Regions from separate parts of the Mus musculus genome. Here region 2 is linked to region 1. Evidence: chromatin contacts called from public Hi-C data. All regions are on one chromosome and are shown on one strand. The core of a region is the stretch at or near the end of the contact, and the rest is flanking DNA. Distances in the headings are between cores, read along the strand shown. Region 1 holds the start of Egr2 (early growth response 2). Region 2 holds the start of Tfam (transcription factor A, mitochondrial).

Region 1 (3,794 bases), core at 868-3,367:
GAAGAAGGCGCGAGCACCGACCCTAGCGCGGCCGCCGTGAGTTCACCCACGGCGGCCGCGCTGGTAGCTCTGTCTCTTGGGGCGGGGAGGAATTCCGGTTCTCCGAGACTTTCCAAAAAAGGAGAAGATCCGGTAGTGGCGGCTCCGCCTCCCCGGCCCTTGTTTGGGAGCCATTCCGGAAAATTAAACTTCGGAAAGAAAACCGAGCGCTGCCGAGACACTACAGTCAAACCCCTCCTTCACTTTCTTGGCAGCTCAAAACCGCAAGCAAAAGAAAAAAAGAGAGAGAGAGACAGAGAAAAAAAGAGAGAGAGAAAAAAATTACCCGCACTCACGGAAGCTGACTGCCTTTTTCTGAATTACACGGTGGAAAGTAGTGTCTGGTGATAAGAGTAAATGCGGTCTTGCTTTTTTGGAAAGTCTGTGCTATTTATACAGGAGTGAAAACGGAACAGGTCTGGGCTGTTTGTTTGTTTAAGTATTTTTAGGTAACTTGAGGGTAGGGGTTAGGGTAGAGAATGGAGCAGAAGGGCTGCGGGAGCTTCGGGGAGAAAGATCCTCGGCCGGAGGCGCCCCCTCCCTCTGCCCGCGCTCTCCCCGCCCCCTCCCCTCCAGCTGCTGCTCAGAGCGGGCGCCCTTCCCGGCGTGTCTGGGCGGTCCGCTGCGTGGGGGCGACCAGATGGAGGCTTGGACACTCACCCTGCCCGATGCGCATACACACACACACACACACACACACACACACACACACACACCACGCTCGCTCCACTTCCGCTACACACTCTCCCTCCTCCGCTGCCCTCTTACAAACCCACTCAACACACCTTACGCTACACACTACACACCTCCTCCCTCTTGACAGCGCGCGTGTGTGCGCCTGCCTGCCTGGCGACAGTCAGGATATCCTAGGAAGACACTGCCTTCATCTTCACAACTCACCAACCCCCCGCACCCCCCCCACGGGGAGGGGTGCATCCTACCACCCGCGCCTAAGGTCTACCCCAGGAATAGCCCCCCCCCCACGCCCTTGCTTAGAGCTTCCTCTGCGCTGAGTGACAACAAATGGCACAGTTTCTGGTAGCCATGGCCCCCACACGTGTTTTCCCCGGCAAATAAATAAGTCAATAAATAAACAAGCCCTTCCAGGAGAAAGCTTCCTGCTAAATGACCAAAAACTTTTAAGAGAGCTAAAACTGCTGGCCCTCCGGACACTCGGTTCCCACCTTCCCCACGCGCCCAGCCCTCTTCCGATGCGCTCTGGCTACTGCAGGGTACCCAAGCCCGAGGCTCCGGGATCTACGTAGCCTGGGATAGCAGACGCAAGCTGGGAAACTGCCCTGCCCTTCTCAGCTTCAAAGTCCCGCAGAAAAGGGATTCAGACCGGGCTAGGCTGTTCTCTTTCTTGACCCACGCTACCCGGAGCAGCGAGGATCCCCAGCGGGCAGGAGCCACGGCGCCACGCCGTGGAGGGAGCGCGGCGCTGCAGGCGCTCTCCCGCCCATCACCTGCGATGCCCGCGGCCGCAGCGCGCCGGCTCCTGCCCTATTGGAGTACGGTGGTCAGGGGAGCCCCAGTGCCACCAGGAGCCGGCTTGTCGCCGCTCTCTGAGCAGCGCTGTTCTCCTCGTGCCAACCGTGAAAGTTGTTCTCCCGGGAATGGTCCTCGCCATTACTTCAAACGCCCAAAAGCATTATCTGGGAAAGTTTCTCGATCGTGCTCTGCGCGCGATCTCCTTTCCAATTGGGGATCAAATTCAAAGGGGACAGGAGAGAACGCTCAGCGAAACCTCTGTGGGTATCCCACCCTCTTAAAAACCCTGCAAAGCCCTGTTTCGAAGGGAGAGGGGGGAGAAAAGGAAGAAATAGTGGTGCTCTTACCACGTGCGCCAGCCCGCTCCGCCTGCGCTCCGGCCAGTCCCGCGGCCCCCGCGCTGACCACAGGCAAGACGACGCCTCGGTGGGGAGCCCGACTCTCATCTCCAGCCTGGGTAGGGAAGAAATGGGGGGTCGGGTTATGCAAATAGAGGTCCCGGCGGTGGGACTCAGGTTACGGGTCCCCCACCAGCCCCAGAGGTGAAGCACCCACCCGCGCGGGAGGCGCGGGCCCTGGCGACTGCTGGCGCTTCGCTGCCGTCGGTGCACGTGGGCGGGAGGATTGCAGCAGCCGCCCCTCTCCCCCGCGCTGTCGCCAACCCCGCAGGCTGCCGCCTCGCGCCGCCCCGAGGGGGAGCTCCCGGGCGGCGGAGAGAATGGGGAGCAGGGAAGCCAGCCCAGGGCAAGACGCCCGATGATGGTAGAACTGACTGGAGCGCGGGAAGCTGGCGGATTGCCGCTACCAACCTTCGCAGAGGAGGACAGTGGGGGTAAGAGAAGTGGTTCCATACCATCAAGGAGTCTAGAAAGGGGGAGAGGGGTGGGGGGGAACCCTGTGGAAGCTGAGCCTTCCAAGAACTCTCTCACCTACCCTTAAGAGCTTCGCTGGACCCAGCTATGGCTAAACATGGGGGAGGGGAGGCAGGTGCTAATAGAGGCTAGCTGCCCCGAGGCAGGCCAGGCTCTGAAGGATGCCCGGGGCCAGTCCCTCTCTCAGCCTTTCCAGAACATCGGAGGAGAACCAGTCTTTGATAGCCTTACTTACCCCCCCATACCCCACTTTCTTCCTCCCCCCTTTAAAAAAAAAGTACAAACCTTTAAATGTAGTCAGCGTAGATAATGGAACAAAATCAAGAGCACATATTTCAAGCCAGCCCCAGCGAGCTTAGACAGATAAGTTCAGGAAAGCTAAAAGAACTTGCCTAAAGTCTCGCAGCTGGTGATTGGTGGTCCAGTTCAAATCTGCTGCCCGGTCTTCAGGATCCAAGTCCCTTGCCCTGGTCACTATGCGGGGTGCTCAGAAAGCCTGGCTCACCCCATTAGGGAAGAACACGCCGACTTCATCAATTTCATCTTGCTTTGGCATTTCAGAGGAAAGTGAAGCTGAGGTGGTAGTAGAGGGTGGCTACAAGGCAAGAGAGAGGGGGCTGTTACAGACAGACCCCTTCAGGGAGAGGGAGAATTCCAATGTAGCGACTCTGCAGACCTGTTCCAGGGAAGGAATGACCAAGCATATTAATGCTGCTGTCTTAAGAGAACCCAACCCCATGGTATCCTTCCTGGAGGCAAGGAGGGGTAAGAGGAAGGCAGGGGGTGTGATTCTGTTCTACGGAGAGGAAGAACCCTGAGATGTGGGAGTGGAATACCAAGGTGAGACCAGGATTCCCTACTTTGGAGCATTTGAACTGTTAGTGTTTAGATAAAAATGCAACAAACAAATGACGAGAGAGAGAGAGAGAGAGAGAGAGAGAGAGAGAGAGAGAGAGAGAGAGAGTTGTCACTACATGTGAATAAGACACTCCAAAAGATATCAAGTCAGGAACAATTTGCTGCCAGACTCATTTGCTTTTTCCAGAGGAGGTCAAAAAAAACCCAGGAGATTCCTTTGATGCAGGCTGCCTGGGATGAGGGTAAAGTAGCACTGTGGGCAGTTGGGAGATGGCTAGAAGGTCCTAAGGAATGCCTTGTCAGGGTGGTTTTGGACTTTCTTTCGGTCGGTCTCGTAGCTGTTCTACAAAGTGTGTTAACAGGATGATGGTTACTCAAGAGACACGTCAAATGATTTACCACATGCATTTTGATGTGCCAAGAAACGTGTTTGGATATCTTCACATGTGATGTCATTTTCCTCCCACCTGCGACTGCTGGTGGAGAATGGGAGATGCAGCCAAGGTTAGCATCCCCCTTAACCATAGACGCAAG
Region 2 (3,264 bases), core at 55-2,554, 3.7 Mb before region 1:
GGATAACCCTGCACTTGTGGTCCTGCCTCAGCTTCCCAAGTTCTGGAACTAGAGGCTTAAGACACCATGCCTGCTCTATGTGAGGATCCTGGCTTATGGGGGGGATCTAAGCCAACGGCTTTCTGTGCATCCTGGCAGGCATCCCTACCAGTTAAGCCACATTCCCAGACCTTAAGCAACATATTTTAACAGATTGAAGCCCTTGACCATTTTTAGATCTTCCTAATCTTTTCCATGCCATTGAATTAAAAAAAAAAAAAAAACCAACCAAACAAACAAAAATTGAGTTTTTTGTAGGACACAAACTGTACACTACCTCAAGTCCATCCTGGTCCCACAATTTCAGTGGTTTGGCTGGCTAAGCTCATCTAGTCCACGTGATCTGCAAAGTGGGAAACAATATTCAGGGCTCTGGCATGCCCTGCTCAGGTATTAATATAAGAATATTTTTGCTATCGCTTCTCAGCCTTTTGGAGAAGATCAAGTGAAGAATATTCTTGCTTTGTTGCTATTATGAGGGCTAGTTGTTTGGGTTTTTGTTTTGAGGCAGGGTCTCATGTAGTTTTGAACTTGCTATGTAGCAGGGGATGAATTTGAATGCCTGCCTCCGCCTCCCAAGGGCTGGGATTACAGGCCTGCACCATCAAGCTGGGTTCAGTTTATTAATTTTTTTTTCGTGACACATTTCCTTTTGTGTACATGTTTGTGTGTGTGTGTATGTCAAAGTCAGAGGGCAACTTGTTTGAGTTGGTTCTCTCTTTTAATCATGTAGGTCTTGGGGATAGAACTCAGCTTGCCAGGCTCTGGGCCATCTTGGGAACCCTCATTCCTTTCTATTAATTGTTAAAGAGAAGATAAATAAGGCGATCCATTTCAAGACCACTCCTCCCTCTCTTCCACCCCTCCAGTAGCCTTGTGGGCTTTCCTGCGGACTCATGAAACATGCAGTTTGCTGTTGGGGCATCAGCAGTACCACGGATCTCTAACTTCAGTAGCCAGGCACTGTGACACAAGCCGCAGCACCAGCGTCACGAAGCTCAGTAGGCAGCCCAGGCCCATGGTCCAGCAACAGCACGCAGGCAGCCCAGGAGAACACATGGCAGGGGCCTGGGGGTAAGCCGCCGCTCAGCAACACCCACCTTAGACCAGGCCCACCCTCCCTAGCCTCAGGCTCCGCCCCCTCCTCGGCCCGGCCCCGCCCACTGAGCGGTGGGGGACGCACAGCACCTCCTGTCCTCCCCGCCTCCTGCCGCGGACCGGAAGTCCGGGCTTCCCACAGTACCCCGCGCGCGGCGGGCATGATAACAAGCCCCCGGAGTTCCCACGCTGGTAGTGTGGCAGTCCATAGGCACCGTATTGCGTGAGACGAACCGGACGGCGCCGGGCCATCATTCGTCGGCCCGAGCGATGGCGCTGTTCCGGGGAATGTGGAGCGTGCTAAAAGCACTGGGGCGCACGGGGGTCGAGATGTGCGCGGGCTGCGGGGGTCGCATCCCCTCGTCTATCAGGTAGGCCGCGGGCGAGGGACGCCGTTCGTTCAGGCGTCCGTCTGCCCTCGTCCCACCCTCGTCCTCCGGGCCGCCTGGGGTCTCGCGCCTTTTGGTACCCGACCCCACTTCCTGTCACCTTCTACCTTTCGGCGCCTAGGGCGCTCTCCTTCTGCCTTGGAGGCGGGCCCTGAAGTTGTGGCGCGGAACGCTCGCCCGGACGCTGCCAGGAGGTCACCCAGGATGCCACGACTTGTTTTAGCCCTGCAGGCCCCTCTTTGGTTTGGCTAGGTCACCCATGATGCTAGGACTTGCTTCACCCCTCTTTGGTTTGGCTAGGTCACCCAAACCTGCCCTGTTTGCAAGCCTCAGCCCTGCAACCTCTTTTATTTTTTTGCTTAGGGTAGGTTGTTAAAGTAAGTCGGTTATGGAGCTTATACAGCTGAAGCCCCTTGCGTTTAATTGAATTCTTAGCACAGCAGAGGGAAGGGAAATGCACTCAAAGGTTATTACGATTATATATTTTTTTGGTTGATTGGTTGACTTTTTTTTTTTTTTTAATTTAAAAGATTGGGTCTCTCTGCATAGCCCTGGCTGTCCTAGAACTCCTTTTGTAGACTAGGCTGTCATTGACTTAACAGAGATCCACCTGCTCTGCCACTAGAATGTTGGGATTAAAGGCCTGTGCCACAACTGCTGGGCTAGTTATTAGCATTTTAGGTGGAGGTGTTGGATGTACAGCACCTTGGCTGACTTTGTACTTAGAATCTGAGATCTGTGTATGACTGTTACACGTATCTGACATTCCGTTCTTTTTACTTGTGTGTAGTCTTGTCTGTATTCCGAAGTGTTTTTCCAGCATGGGTAGCTATCCAAAGAAACCTATGAGTTCATACCTTCGATTTTCCACAGAACAGCTACCCAAATTTAAAGCTAAACACCCAGGTAAGGAGTTTGGGGCTTATGATCTTCTCTGATATGATTTTTTTTTTAATTGCAATCTTTGATTTGCATTACCAGAGCATCTAGTACAGTCATTTTCTTTGGTAGTCTGTATAAGTTTTTTTTTAACTAATAGAAGTTCTTTAAATATAAATGAGAAAAATAGTTTTAAAATAAGATGTAGAGGGCAGGAGAGATGGCTCAGTGGATAAGAGCACTGACTCTTCCAGAGGTCCTGAGTTCAGTTCCCAGCAACCACATGGTGGCTCACAACCATCTGTAATGGGATCCTATGCCCTCTTCTGGTGTGTCTGGAGACGGCCACTGTGTACTCATATACATAAAATGAGTAAATCTTAAAAAAAAAAACCAAAAAAACCAAAAAACCAAAAGCATGTAGAGTGAAGAGCACTGTAGAGAAAAGAGATAAAGTTGAGGCCTAGTTGTCCTGGGCAGTTGCTTGTTTGTAATGTCTAAGGTGCAATAAAATAACTTATCGGGAAGTGTTCTATATAATACAATAATGGTCTGTATAAATCATTAACTTAACTGGAAATTATCTAAGCTCCTGAAGGTGGGAAAAAGATCTACAACTAGAAAAGTTTTCCAGGAAGCCTAAGAAAGGGTTGTAGGGCCTTCATTTGATTATACGGTGTAAAGGTAGTAGCTGATTAATAAGTCAGTCCTTAGGATTTCCAAAGTTCTTTTACTTCCAGTACCTCGAAGGATGCTAGTGGAAATCAGACTGAAATTCTTACCTTGTAGATAGGAGATGAAGAGACATGCTTATAGGAATTCCCCTGTCTTCTCAAATGGAAGACTTGGCACTAACACA

Evidence for each region. A called contact is a pair of places that touch in the nucleus more often than the background predicts.
Region 2: a Hi-C map of muscle stem cells shows a contact between it and region 1, with 10 times the contacts expected there. The contact joins the promoter of Tfam here to the promoter of Egr2 in region 1. A contact is called at or near these places in 2 of 484 Hi-C or Micro-C datasets (the G1E-ER4 cell line and muscle stem cells).

What each region holds. Positions count from the first base shown.
Region 1 is chr10:67,533,822-67,537,615 of GRCm38.p6, reverse strand. Egr2 (early growth response 2) reads right to left here and starts at 2,117. Exons shown (of 4, transcript NM_001373983.1): 1 at 2,086-2,117; 2 at 1,878-1,983. The coding sequence starts at 1,976. Gm32255 (a long non-coding RNA gene) reads left to right here and starts at 1,436. Exons shown (of 4, transcript XR_380523.3): 1 at 1,436-2,362.
Region 2 is chr10:71,236,084-71,239,347 of GRCm38.p6, reverse strand. Tfam (transcription factor A, mitochondrial) reads left to right here and starts at 1,304. Exons shown (of 7, transcript NM_009360.4): 1 at 1,304-1,508; 2 at 2,317-2,432. The coding sequence starts at 1,408.